Linked DNA regions of Callithrix jacchus: region 2 is linked to region 1. Evidence: chromatin contacts called from public Hi-C data. All regions are on one chromosome and are shown on one strand. Each heading gives the region's core, a stretch centred on a gene start, on an enhancer-like site or on the middle of the called end of the contact. The rest is flanking DNA. Distances are from core to core; before and after follow the strand shown. Region 1 holds the start of U2SURP (U2 snRNP associated SURP domain containing). Region 2 holds the start of ATR (ATR checkpoint kinase).

Region 1 (7,183 bases), core at 2,658-5,157:
AGTTCAGTTCTACCCTCCAGACCAAAACGAAACCTTCTACCAAGAAAACCTACCTTACATTTTAAGATAAGGTTACAACCATACCATAATAAAGATTCGGTTTAAACTAAAACTGGCAAATACTGAAAAGCCTAATTTTCAAGGTTTGTTATTTTGTGTGGACCTTTTCATAAACTTTCAGGTACCTCAAAAGATGAAAACTGGCAGTAATAAATACCTAAGGTTCATAAGCCTTGAATAGATCCTCATTTTACTTATTTCTTAGAAGTTTTGTTAATCAGCAAAGGCAGTCAATCAAAACAGTTCCCAAAGCAATTTAGCACTGGATGTCCAAGGAAGCCAGTGGTATTTTCTGTTTTATCCATTCACCTCTCTAACTCAATTTTTGGCGATATGGCAAAAGAGAAAAAAAAAAGCCAGTCACAGAGAGAAACAGTAGGGCACACAATTCCATTATATCAGCAGTATTACCAGCACAGAAGATTGCAGAAGGAAAGAAAATATGAAATTTTCTTCATATCCTAATTTTGCTGAGCAAACAACTGACAGTCAAGAATAATTTTTTATAAATTAAATTCTAAGGAAATATGTTTAACAATTTTATAAGCAAACAATTCAAGGCTCACACTCTCTCCTCTCAAAATCAAAGCTACAGCATAACATTAACCCTCCTCCCCAACTAAGCAATATTTTAGACAAGTGATAAACAAATGCATAGGAAAACTTTAGCTCATTTCTAAACCATTTATTGAATGTCTACATCTGCCGGGCTCTAAAATGCAATGTACAGCAAAATTACACAGGAAATTAAAGGGCATAAGGGTCTCTCCAGTAAAGAAAATTATGAATAAAGGTAAGTCATTCAAACATACATACATAAAATGTCATTTTAAAAATAGACGCCAGGTGCAGTGGCTCAAGCCTGTAATCCTAGCACTTTGGGAGGCCAAGGTAGGTGGATCACGAGTCAGGAGTTCGAGACCAGCCTGGCCAACATTTTGAAACCCCATCTCTCTAAAATTACAAAAATTAACCAGGCACCTGTAGTCCCAGCTACTAGGGAGGCTGAGGCAGAAGAATCGCTTGAACCCGGGAAACAGAGGTTGCAGCGACACTGCACTCCAGCCTGGGCGACAGGGTAAGATTCCGTCTCAAAAAACAAACAAACAAAAAACTAGGAGAGTTGTAGAGTTATCTAATCTTTTTATAATTAAGAAATGTTAATAATTTTGCCATATCGTACATTTTAAAATTAACATTTTCCCAATGTCGAGAAATAAGCACCACCATCCATACTAATGGTAATTTAACTACCAAAGAAAAGGACAAATCATGAAATGGAAGTACCTGTTCACTCCATCTGTACTGTAAAATACAAGCCACTCATTTGTTCTCTCCAGAGGAAGGGAAATCAAACAAGAGATCAAAGGCTAGAAATTCCAAATACTGTAGTATTAGCCAAAATGACCTTACACTGTCTCTAATCAACTCTGTATTAGAAGTAAAAAGCAGCTATCTGAGCAGTCATTATGATAGATCCCAAATCACAGGATTAAAATTTATCCTAACATTTTGAAAGCAAAGAACTTTTTTTTTTCTTCTAAGAACAAAAAAAGAGAGGGGAAAGAAACTAAGATCTATTATGTACTTTATAAACATTAGTTCATTTAATCCTTATACCAACCTTGTAAAAAAAATTGTATCCGTATTACAAATGAGGAAATTGAGGCTCCACAGTTTAAGCATCTGCCTTAATATCATCGCAAATATAATTACCAAGTCAGGATTTGAACCCAAATCTTTTTTGTGAACAAAATTCATAATCTTCCCACTACATTATGCAGCCTCTATGTTAAGATATCCTGATTCCTTTTACAGACATCAGTAAGAAATCTGTTAATAGCATCAACAAATTATAATCTAAGGCAATATAAACAGAAAAGATTACTAGATAACCCAAGAATTTATTTATAGGGAACAGCCATACACTCATAATCACGAGAAAGTACTATTTTGGAAGGAAGCCTGAACACAGACATTGAAACGTTTTCAGTGTATCCAAGACCTCAAGTAGGGGATACTTAAAATATTACTTTGAGAAGAAACAAAAATTGTGAGGCTTATACATGACGTCATGAATGTAGCTAGCTTTAGTAATAGCTCCCTACCAGTAAGTGGGTGCGTTCTTGTCATGAGTCTATTAAGAAGAGTTGGTAAGGCCGGGCGCGGTGGCTCAAGCCTGTAATCCCAGCACTTTGGGAGTCCGAGGCTGGTGGATCACGAGGTCAACAGATCGAGACCATCTTGGTCAACATGGTGAAACCCCGTCTCTACTAAAATTACAAAAAATTAGCTGGGCACGGTGGTGGTTGCCTGTAATCACAGCTGCTCGGGAGGCTGAGGCAGGAGAATTGCCTGAACCCAGGAGGCGGAGGTTGCGGTGAGCCGAGATCGCGCCATTGCACTCCAGCCTGGGTAACAAGAGCGAAACTCCGTCTCAAAAAAAAAAAAAAAAAAAAAAAGAAGAAGAATTGGTAGAGCGCGTTACCTCACTATTCCCTTCTCCCCAAAAGAAGGGGAGAAGAGGAAATGTACTGGGGAGGGAAATAACTGACACAGAGTAAACAGTACCTTGTAAAGCAGCCAAAACTGGCCCCTTACCAAGTTTTTATCTAACTAAAGGATGTCTAGAAAGACCATAACTAAATATGAACTAATTGTTTTGGTGTACATCATTCACTAATTGGCATAAACAGCCCGAGTATTAGAAACTGAGAAAGCAAGTAGAAAACAGAAAACGAGTTATCATGGTTCTCAGAACTGCAAACGCAAGGGTCTCTCCTACTGTAAACGTAACTTTCTAACAACCGATTTATAACCACACACACTCTTTAAGATATAATAGTCCTTAGAACCTTTAAGTGTTATACACCGTCTCGCATCAGCAACGGGAAGTTTAACTACCTCGTGGCAGTACCCATTACTTTTAATATGTTCGAGACGAGAAACCCAAAGCAAAAAACGATTAAGTATCCTGCCCAAGATGGCAACTAAGAACCCAACCTTACTAATGCTAAACTGCCACAACTCACTGGTTTCACAATACGTGCACAAGGTTCCCTGTAAATACAAATGCAATTTACTAATCGTACGTAGCTTCCAAGTCTACCGCGCTTCTCTTTTCAGTGGAACACGCAACATGAAGAAAGAGTCCCCGAATCCTCTACCCTCGAAAGTGCTTTTTACTTCCCCTTAAGGTAAAGACCACGTGTAGAGTGTACATTAACCTTGGCTATGCAGCCCTGCAAAGGGGAGTTGCTCCCGCCTCTACATTTCCCACCCCGCGTCTCTGCCCTAGTGGTCTCCCCCTCACAGCTGGCGACCCTAGAGGCTATTTATTCCTTGAAGGGAAACTGAGGGAGGCCGGAAGTGACAGATCCAAAACCAAGAAAAAAGCAGCACTTAAGCACCAGGAATCGATTCCCGCCTCTCTCCCAGGCGCTGTCTGGCGGCCTCACAGCGCAGGAAGCTGAGATATAGGGGAGCGTTTTCATGGCCTCGGACCTCAATCTGAATTCACCCCAATGCCAAGCGCGGGCTCAAGTGCTCACGCCACCACCCCCTGCAGACGCAAGTCTCGAGCTGAATCCAGGCTGGGACTAAGAGGAGATACCAGGCCTCTCAGCCTGCGCACCACAGTGCGGCGGCGCCCGGGCCTACCGTCGCGACCAGAACACAGACCCCAATCCCAATCGCTTCTCGCAGACCAGAAGCGTCTGTAGGCCCCAGACGACAGAGGTAGATCCGTTGACTTACGAAATCCTGTCAGAAATTACCTTTGAACTGGCCTTCTGAGAGCCGCCTGGCGTTTTGTCCGCCATCTTGAGCTTTGCCCCTCCTTCGGCGGCGGCAGCAGCACGGGCGAGTCGAGCACCGAAAGAGCGGATCTCAGCTAAGCCCGCCAGAGGCGTATGCAAGGCTGAATAGTCGACCGCCGAAACAGTGATTTCAAGGGAAGCCGCTCACGTGACTTCCGGTGTCAGTCATTTCCTCAGACGCGCTCACTCGACTGGTTTTCCTGGGAGTCTCCGCGATTGGTCACGTTACTGGGTCCGGGAATTCAGAGAATCTCCTTGTTCAGGGCCAACTGATATTTCACTTATCCCAGCGCCAACCCTTGATAGAGGCGAACCTATGTGTGGCAAGGGAGCCGCTGTTTGAAGAGCTGCCCTGGCTGTCTAAGGAGGAGCTTTTATTTCCACTCAAAATAGGCCTGGAGCTGACTGGTGGTCTGGCGCTCGATCTACGGAAACGCTGTTCTCGCCATTTCGGCAGCTCCCACCCTGGTGGGAGAGGCAAATTTGCAGTCTGCTGATCTTAAGGTGGTGAATGTTGAGATAGGGTTGTGCCCGAACCCAACCTGAGGGTGATCTGATAGACACTATTTAGGGCGTCTGCAGAGTTAGGGGCGTGTGGAACCAGAGAACACCGTAAATACAGACGTTATTCTAAATCTAGCATGCATGTAAAGTTGTGCGACATTTTAAAAATTACATTTTACGCTTTAGTGTTGTTTTCATTTTTCATCACATAAATGGAGGAGCAACATATGAACTTTTCTGCACTTAGTACTTTTTAAAAAGTTCTTAATCAGTGCCTGGATTCAAAGAAGGAAAGCTTGCCCTCCTGAATCGGGCCAGGCAAGGAAAATAGAAAGGACATTCCAGACAGAGGGAGTAGTTGACACAAAAGCCTTGTGGCATGAATCAGTATAGCGGGTCGTGCAGGTCACCACAAGCAGTGAAGTTTTTTAGAGGAGGTGTAGGGACTGACGTGGTTGGACGGGGTGTGAGTGCAGGTTCACACAGCGCCCTGAGGTCACCGTCGTGCTTAGGAGTTAGAATTATATTCTCAGAATGAAGATCAGCCTTCAATAAGGTTGAAATGGTCAGATTTTTAAAGTATTGCTCTGAGGATTAGGGTGGAAGTGGAGGGCGTTCATGGACCTCTCCCAAATTCATTTATTCAAAATATTTTTGAGCCCCGTTTTGTGTATAAAAGCCTGCCCAACGTGTTGTAGGGCTTACAGACACACAAAAATGCACTGTCTTCATGATTTAAAACTTAATGAGGAATGGAGGAGACAAGGAAACTGCAAACACTATGCATAATTAAATTGATACTGCAAGGAAGGATCAATAGCTGAGGGAACTCTGAAAGAAGTAACTAATTCTGAGAGTAGGAGTGAGGAAAAAAGACGGGAGTTTTCATAGAGAAGAAAGCAGTTGAGCCAGCTCTAAAGAGGTAGAATTTTGTTAAATGGCGGGTGTGGGGAGCGAGGGAAGCACTTAGAACAGGATCTGACACAAGGCTGGCCCTCAGGAAAGATTAACACATCTGTGCCAGTCACTAAGCAATCAGCAGGCCAGGCCTCCTGTGTGAGGGGCTGAGAGTAGAAGAACAGACAGTAAACAAGAAATGATTGAAAGTGACAAGTGCTGCACATGAAATTAAAATACAATGACTTGCACCCTCCAATCCAATTGAATTTACTTCCAGTGCTGAAATTTGTCATATTTTTTCAGTTCTGGGCCTCTTCCCTCAACCTTGCCCTGACCTCTCATTGAAGTCTAACCAAATTCTCTTGGTGAAGATGTCACTTCCTCCAGGAAGGCTTACAGTCTTCCCTCTCCACCAATCCTAAATTGGAGACCCTGCTTCTGTTTACAAGGAACCTATACTTCCCACTCTGAAGAGCTCAGCACACTAGATCTTAACTGTTTACAGTATAGGATTAGAAAGTGAAATCATCAGCTGAGATGAAAAGAAGTGTGACTGGGTATGCCTTGTGGTGTTCTGACAATGCCACAGGCTGATTTTGTCACTAAAAAGTGAATATATGCAGCATTTCAGTCAAATCCCCAAAGTCCTGAGAATTTTTGCTAAATATTCCTAAAGAGTTAAAAACAAAAAAATGCAGACTTCTTTCCTCTCCTATTTATTTATTTATTTATTTTTTGAGATGGAGTTTTGCTCTTGTTCCCTACGGCTGGAGTGCAATGGCACAGTCTCAGCTCACCACAATTTCCACTTCCTAGATTCAAGTGATTATCCTGCCTCAGCCTCCCAAGTAGCTTGAATTACAAGCATGCACCACTACCCAGCTAATTTTTATATTTTTAGTCAAGAGGGGTTTCTCCATGTTGGTCAGGCTGGTCTTGAACTCCCAACCTCAGATGATCTGCCCATCTCAGCCTCCCAAAGTGCTGGGATTACAGGAGTGAGCCACCACACCCAGCCTCTTCTTTTTTATACTGTTAGCCCCCAAAGCAAGTCAGACAAAGGTGATCTGATTAGAAGTAATACATAGGCCTTTATTAAAGGTTAAGTACACTTTTTAAAAATTCAAAATCATGGCCGGGCACGGTGGCTCAGGCCTCTAATCCTAGCACTTTAGGAGGCCAAAGTGGGCAGATCAAGGCAGGCAGATGGCTTGAGCCCATGAGTTCAAGACCAGCCTGAGCAACATGGCAAAACCTCATCTCTACAAAAAAAAATTTAAAAATCAGCCAGATGTGGTGGCACACATCTGTAGTCCCAGATAGGAGGCTGAGGTGGGAGCACCACCTGAGCACTGGGAATCTTGCCATTGCACTCCAGTCTGGGCAACAGAGTGAGACCCTATCTCAGGAAAAAAAAAATTCAAAATCACAGTTATGAGCAAGAGTTCTCAAAACATGAAATCCTGGCCCTATTACTCAAATTACAAATTCAGGAAGTTGAAATAGCACAAAAATAATCCTAATGGAATTTTATGGAATCTGAATAATTAGATTAACAATTATAAGTGCTAAGGGACTATACATAGTGAGAATCATACAATTTACTGCAACTAGTATTACCTTTTTACAGTTACACTAAAACCATGCCATTTTTCTCTTCCTGATGTGTTGATTCTCTGGTGCCCACACCAGCCATTTGTTTTTAAGGCTTCTCCCTGTAGCAGATATGTTCAAGAGAAATTACAAAATAGTGCCATATACAATACTGAGATGTTTTGTTTGGTTCATTCAGCGAGATTTTTTTCTTTGAAATTTGAGCCAGCATTTTAAAACAGAGATTTTACATAAAACTCAAGGTTTCTAGCCTTTCTTGAAAACTGGGGAATAGAAAATTAGTTGGG
Region 2 (7,183 bases), core at 1,177-3,676, 410 kb after region 1:
AGGACCAGCCTGGCCAACATGCTGAAACACCATCTCTACTAAAAATACAAAAATTAGCCAAGCATAGTGGCATGTGCCCGTCATCCCAGCTACTTGGGAGGCTGAGGCGGAAGGATGACTTGAATCCTGGAGGTGGAGGTTGCAGTGAGCCAAGATCGTGTGATTGCAGTCCAGCCTGGGCAATACAGTGAGACTCATTTCAGGAAAAAAAAATGTCTGGGAGACCCCCTCCAGCCTAAGTATGGCAAATGGGTTAGAGAAAAACAAGCCTAAAGGCAGACAGGCAAACTAGAAGCCTATTGAAGTAATTTAGGCAAGAGGTGATGATGGCCTAAACTGGAATGGTGGTAAGGGAATTTGGGGGAAAGTGGGTAAGTCTGATATTTAGGAGGTAGAATCTCGTCCTTGTCTTTTAAAGATATAAACTGAAGCATCTGCAGATAATTTGATATGATGTCTACACTTTTCTTTAATCCAACTGGGGAGAGAGAAAATGAGAAAGGTGGTTATCGATGAAACAAAGACTAACCATATGCTGATAATCATTGATTGGGCGATGGGCATAAAGGAGCTCCTTATTCTGTCTACTTTTACATATATTTGAAAGTCCCTATAACAAAAAGTTAAACAAAATAAACTGCCTGGGAAATGCTGAAGGGAAAATATTCAGTAGGGAGATAAACACAGAAAATACAAATCTTGGAAAGAGATAAGGGAAAAGCAATGAATTTGGGAGTGAACAACAGATAGAAAGTTAACTGAAGCCTTGAGAGTGAAGGAAAGACTAAAAAAGAGGAAAGAACCTAAGTTGGAATCCTGACGAATACCAACAGTAAAGGGGATGGCAAAGAAGTGTTATTAACAAGAAAGAGTCATGGAGGCCAAAGAAAGCTTTCCAGGAAAGCAGCAGTGGTCTCTATTAGGGGTCTCCAACCTCTGGGCCACAGTACTGGTCAGAGGCCTGTTAGGAACCGGGCCACACAGTAGGAAGCTTCATCTCTATTCACAGCAGCTCCCCATTACTGGCATTATCGCCTGAGCTCCCCTCCTGTCAGGTCAGCGGGACATAAGATTCTCACAGGAGTGCAAACCCTATGTGAACTGCACATGCGACGGACATAGGTTGCATACTCTTTATGAGACTCTGATGCCTGATGATCTCTCATTGTCTCCCATCACCCCAGATGGGACCATCTAGTTGCAGAAAAACAAGCTCAGGGCTTCCACTGATTCTACCTTATGGTGAGTTGTATAATGACTTATTACATATTACAATGCAATAGTAGAAAGTGCACAATAAATGTAATGTGCTTGAATCATCCCGAAAACCTCCCTTCACCTCCCTGTCCATGGAAAAATTGTCTTCCACAAAACTGGTCCCTGATGCCAAAAAGGTTAGGGAATGCTGGTCTGTATTCTCGAGAAAATGTATATTCCCCAAATCCATTGATTTACTTTAAAAATTAAATCACAGGGCCGGGCATGGTGGCTCACGCCTGTAATCCCAGCACTTTGGGAGGCTGAGGTGAGCGGATTACGAGGTCAAGAGATCGAGACTATCCTGGCCAACATGCTGAAACCCCGTCTCTACTACAAATACAAAAAAAATTAGCCGGGCGTGGGGGCACGCGCCTGTGGTCCCAGCTACTCGGGAGGCTGAGGCAGAAGAATCGTTTGAACCCAGGAGGTGGAGGTTGCAGCGAGCCGTGATTGCGCCACTGCACTCCAGCCTGGTGACAGAGCAAGGCTCCGTCTCAAAAAATATAAGTAAATAAAAAATAAATCACAGGTTGTGGATGCCTGTAATGGTGGCATTTCCACAGTACTGCTGCTCTGATGAGACACAAATATAATCCAACCCCATTTTTAAATATTATATGTTGGCAGGGTCCTCACGGAAACCTAAGAGCGACTTCAAGTCGAAAAAAAATGCTTAAAAAGAAAAACAAACAGGGAGAGCCCACCTTTTGCCCTTTCTCTCTCAACAGCGTGACAAGAGTAGTGGCGAAGTGAGAAACTTTTAAAATGTGACAGCGTTACTCTGGGGAAACGGAGTCTACTTTTGGCCTTTACTCGCTGAACTGTCCTAGTTCTCACATTTGTGAAGCGAGATTCTGGGTTGGCAGCCCTCAAGCCCCTAGCCTCTCCCGATTCGGGGGTCTGGCTTCGCTGTGCCTCCCAGGCTTCAGAACAGCAGTCTGGCCGCTCAAGACGAAAACTTCACAAACGTTGCTCGCTTAGTGCTGAGAACTAAGTCCTGAACCCAACCAGGGAAGTTCGACCGGCGCGCGCTCGCCCGCTTGCCCCGCCCCCTAACTGCTTCCCGGCTTCCCCCGGGTCCTCTACAAAACAGACGCAGGGCCCGGCAAGCGGGGCCAATAGCGGCTTCCGGGAAGAGTTTTGGCCCCCACGAGGCTCCGTCGGGCGCCGTTCTCTTCCGGCCGGGGTAGCTTTGGAGACGCCAGGAACCCGCGTCGGCGTGTTTGACGAGTGTCAGGCAGCCTCAGCATGGGGGAACCTGGCCTGGAGCTGGCGTCCATGATCCCGGCTCTGCGGGAGCTGGGCAGGTAGGGCTAGGCCCATCCTGGGTCCTGCATCCTCCTCTGACGATCCCGGCTGGGGTTTCACGTGCTCTCCCCTCTCCTGCCGCGCCGTGGTTCGGATCCCCGAAGCCCCAGCTGCTGCCCTTGTGGAGATGCTCCGTGGCTCATTTGGGCGCTTCTCCCTCAGAGTGCTCGTCGATGGGACGTGGGGACGTGGGGACGTGGGGACGTGGGGTCGTCGCCACAAACCTGCGGGAAGCCGATTCTAGGGGAGAGAGAGGCGTCTGCCGGCCCGGGTTTACCTCAGCAGCGCCGGAGAGTTCGCCCAACCCGAGAGTTTGCTTCCTGCAGCTCGAGGGAAGAGTCCCTGCTGATCACTTTATGGTCACTTTTCTACACTCATTTTCTTCTCGAAAACCCCTTTCCTTAGACGAGAGACTTGACTCATCAGTTTCTGTTCTTTGTGATCACTCGTGGAGGAATTGGTTTTTAGCCTTATATTTTGTCCCCAAACTGCCCTTGGAAAAAAATCACCGCTTCTCATTTTCTGCAAGTGACATCACTTGATGGAAAAGGCAGTTATTTTCTTTGAAGTGAAGTCATAGTACATATTGAAGATGTGAACTCCTTCGTATTAATCGTCCAGTCCTCGATACGTTATTTTAGTCAGAAATTGGAGAGATAGACCTCAGTGTCCACAAAATCTTAACGTGCACAGACTGTTGCCAAAATTTGGAGGCAATTTAATAGTTCATTTGCAAATGCCTGTTTTCTGTAAACCTCATGAAAACCAGTGTCTTACCGAAAGAGGGAGGGAGAGGTGTTGATGACTGCCACACCCCTGTAACACTCAGGCAGGCTTTCCTGAACCAGGCCTAAAGACTCAGTAGGGCTGGTTTTGTTTTGTTTGTTTTAATTCTAAACTACTGCGAACAAGAAATAAATGAGCTTGTGCTACTACCGCAGTTGAATGATCAGTTGGAATAACTGCTTCCCAATTTCTTAAACGGTTTGAAAACTCTCCATACACAGTCAAAACTGACATTAAGCCGATGGGATAGCTGCTTCCCTTTCTTTTTGCAGCGCAGTTGTGTTCATTTCCACTGGTTGGCCATGCAAATAATCTAGTCTTAATATATGAATAAGAGGATAAATGAAGGGACGATTCTTGTCCTAACTGCATCACTATTTTTGACTGTGTGAATTTTTTCCACTTTTTATTAGTGTGGCAAGTATACTTTTGTGTTTACAGTTTATAAAATAACGTATACCTCTCTAAAAGAAGATGAAGAAAAGTGATCATTTTAGGAAGTTGTTTTACAGATTTTATCTTTCAGGCTCACTGTGAAGCTCAGTATATTTTTCCCACTTTGTTTTAAAGTAGAATTAGCTCTACTAATTAATTCATTTTAAAGTAGAATTAATACTTCTCTTCCCTCTTCTGTCTTCCTCCATGAGACCTGTTAATAAAAATAATTGGTTCTTGGATTATATATAGTCTGTTTCATCAGTAGAGCTTATGTTATCTTCCATTTGTAGCCATTCCAAGAGAAATAGAAAAATTGACCTATAGAAAATTGTCTAATAGTTTTTAATTTTCATGGCTTTTTCGCTACAACTACTTCAATGAAACAAGCTCATCCATTTTCATAGTATGTCCATGACATAGGATGGAACAGGAGTTATCACTGTTTAAGAAACAGGGTCACAGAAGTTGAAAAACCAAAGGCACAGCTAGCAGGTATCAGAGCTAGGGTTCAGATTCAAGCTATCAAGGCCTTTTCTTCCAAAATGTTCTCCCTTATGACTACGGCAATTAGACTATTGAAAAAAATGAGATCAGTGTTCTAATTATGGGCAGCTCTTCATCAGTCTCTCAGACAAAGTTTGTCCTATTGTTTTTTGCTGTTAGGATTCTACTCTGCGTAGTCTTGGTAAATGACCTTTCCACTTTCCTGCCTTCAACTATCATCTGCTATTTGATGACTCCAAATATGTTTTTCCAAATCCTGCCTCCTACGGAACTGTATATTTGCTGTATACTGATAGTTTCACTGAGTGTCCTATGTGTAATTAAGATTCAGCATATCCAATACCAATACAAATTCTTCACGTCTTAACCTTCACAAGACTTCTTTTTTTAAATTAAAAAAAAAATTTATTGGGAGCCGTGGGGTGGCTCCCGCCAGTTGTCCTGGCTCTTGAGGAGGCAAGGCTATGAGTTCAAGGCTAACCTGAGCAACGTAAGAAGCTCTCATTCATTAACAACAACAACAAAAAATTATTTTTCTCTTATTCACTGAAGTAGAGATATCTCAGTAAATGGCACCATATTCACTCATTTCTCCAAACCAGAAATCTAGAAGTCATTCTTGACTGTTCTCCAGTGTGCTTTCAGACTATGTCCTTAACCCTCTTTTGATTTATGCTCTCTTCCCAAGTAATCTTACCTAATTTCATGGCTTTAAATGTCATCCATATGCTGATAACTCCCAAATTTATATTTCTGATCAGATTATATTAGGTTGCTTACTCAACATCTATACTGGGAAGTGAAAATTAACATATCCAAAGCAGAACTCCTGATTTACTGCCCTTGAATTTGTTCCTTCTCCCATGTTATTTTGAACATACCAACCAAAAGCCTAGGAGTCATCCTAGGTTTTTCTCCCTTATCCCTTAATAATCTATAAGTTAGTTCTGACAACCATATGTTTAAGATACATCTAGAATCTAACACTTCTCACCATCTTCACTACTACCACCAGAATTTCTTACCTAAACTGATACAGTAATGTTAGTTGATCTCCTCATTTCTACTTTTACCTACTTATAAATTTTCCACTCAGTGAAGTGATTTTTCATCTATTAGTCATATTACAAGTTTCCCCCTACACAAAACCGTCTTTTGACTTTCCAGGACACTAAAAATCAGTATAAAATCTAAACTCCTTACCAAGGCCTCTAAGGTCCTATATAATCTGGCTCAGCTTGCCTCTGACCTCATCTACTCTAGTGATACTGACCTCATTTCTCCAGGACACCAAGGTGGTTCCTGCCTTCAGTCACTTGCTGTTCCTTCTATCTGAACACTGGATGGTTTCATTTAGATGTGATTTCAGAATCACCTTCTCTGATCTTCCTACTTAAGATTGCTTTGCAGTTGTAAGACATTTTCAAATGTGATAGTTGCTATTAAGATGTTAAATGGAACAGTGAGATGTGGATGAGGTTCTGAGGAGCAGCCACTAGAGATTTGGATGGTGTTAAGAAGCTAGAAGCTAATCATGTGAATCTGAGACGAAATAGGAGGTACAAATGCCCCTAAGTGGGAATGAGCCTACTTTTTTTTTTTTTTGAGACTGAGTCTTGCTCTCTCCAGTGATGTAATCTCTGCTCTCCCTCCCGGGTTCAAGTGATTTTCCTGTCCCAACCTCTCAAGTAGATGGGACTACGCGGGCTTCCACCACCATACCTGGCTAATTTTTGTATTATTAGTGAAGACAGTGTTTCATCATGTTGCACAGGCTGGTCTCCAACTCCTGACCTGAAGTGATCCACCTGCCTCGGCCTCCCAAAGTGATGGAATTACTGGCGTGAGCCACCGTGAGGAGCCTAATGAGCCTACTTTAAGGCCGGGCACGGTGGGTCACGCCTGTAATCCCAGCACTTTGGGAGGCCGAGGCAGGTGGATCACAACGTCAAGAGATCAAGACCATCCTGGTCAACATGGTGAAACCCCGTCTCTACTAAAAATACAAAAAATTAGCTGGGCATGGTGGCGCGTGCCTGTAATCCCAGCTACTCAGGAGGCTGAGGCAGGAGAATTGCCTGAACCCAGGAGGTGGAGGTTGCGGTGAGCCGAGATTGTGCCACTCCAGCCTGGGTAACAAGAGCAAAACTCTGTCTCAAAAAAAAAAAAAAAAAAAGAATAGTAAGAACGCTGGAGTACAGGGAGCAAATCGTGGGTGGTATGAGTTAAATAGGGAGGGGTAGGCAAGGGCCACATCCTTTAGCACCTTAGAGGCTGAGATTTTATTGTGTGATGGGAAACACTGGAATTGTTTAAACAGGGAAATAACAATTGAATTCAAGTTTTTAAAAACTTGCTTAATTTTTACTCCCTTAAAAGCTTTAAGTGCTTACACATTGCCTTCATAGTAAAATCCAAACTCTTAGCCAGTCCTTTGAGCTTTGACCCTATTTTCCCTCTTCAGCTTCATCTCTAAAGGCTTTAGCCATATAGAGCCTCTTACAGTTTCTAGTGTTTGGGACTACCCTCCCTCTTACTCTTATTTTACCTGTCTTGTCCCTTAGGGATTCAGTTTTATATCACTTCCTCAAGGAAGCCGTGACTAATAGGGACCTGCTTAGGGCTGAGTGTCCCTCTTGTGTTCTTTCTTGGGTCTATCAGTTCTTAACCATAATTACCCCTTATTTGTTCTTATTTTAGGGCAGGTGCATTCCATGTTGGTTATCCTGGTATTTGTTGCTTACCTCAGAGGAGGTGCGTAAGCTTCATATAATACTTGCATATCTACTCCAATCTTGTAGTATACTTTTGAAAAATTATACTCTCTTATCTCAGTTCCAGGGTAGAAGTCACAAAATAAGAAATGCTCACTCCTGTGAGTCTTCTT

Evidence for each region. A called contact is a pair of places that touch in the nucleus more often than the background predicts.
Region 2: a Hi-C map of skeletal muscle shows a contact between it and region 1, with 6 times the contacts expected there. The contact joins the promoter of ATR here to the promoter of U2SURP in region 1. A contact is called at or near these places in 3 of 3 Hi-C or Micro-C datasets (induced pluripotent stem cells and skeletal muscle).

What each region holds. Positions count from the first base shown.
Region 1 is chr17:41,614,121-41,621,303 of calJac240_pri, forward strand. U2SURP (U2 snRNP associated SURP domain containing) reads right to left here and starts at 3,908. Exons shown (of 27, transcript XM_078354042.1): 1 at 3,837-3,908.
Region 2 is chr17:42,027,745-42,034,927 of calJac240_pri, forward strand. ATR (ATR checkpoint kinase) reads left to right here and starts at 2,427. Exons shown (of 47, transcript XR_013528590.1): 1 at 2,427-2,567.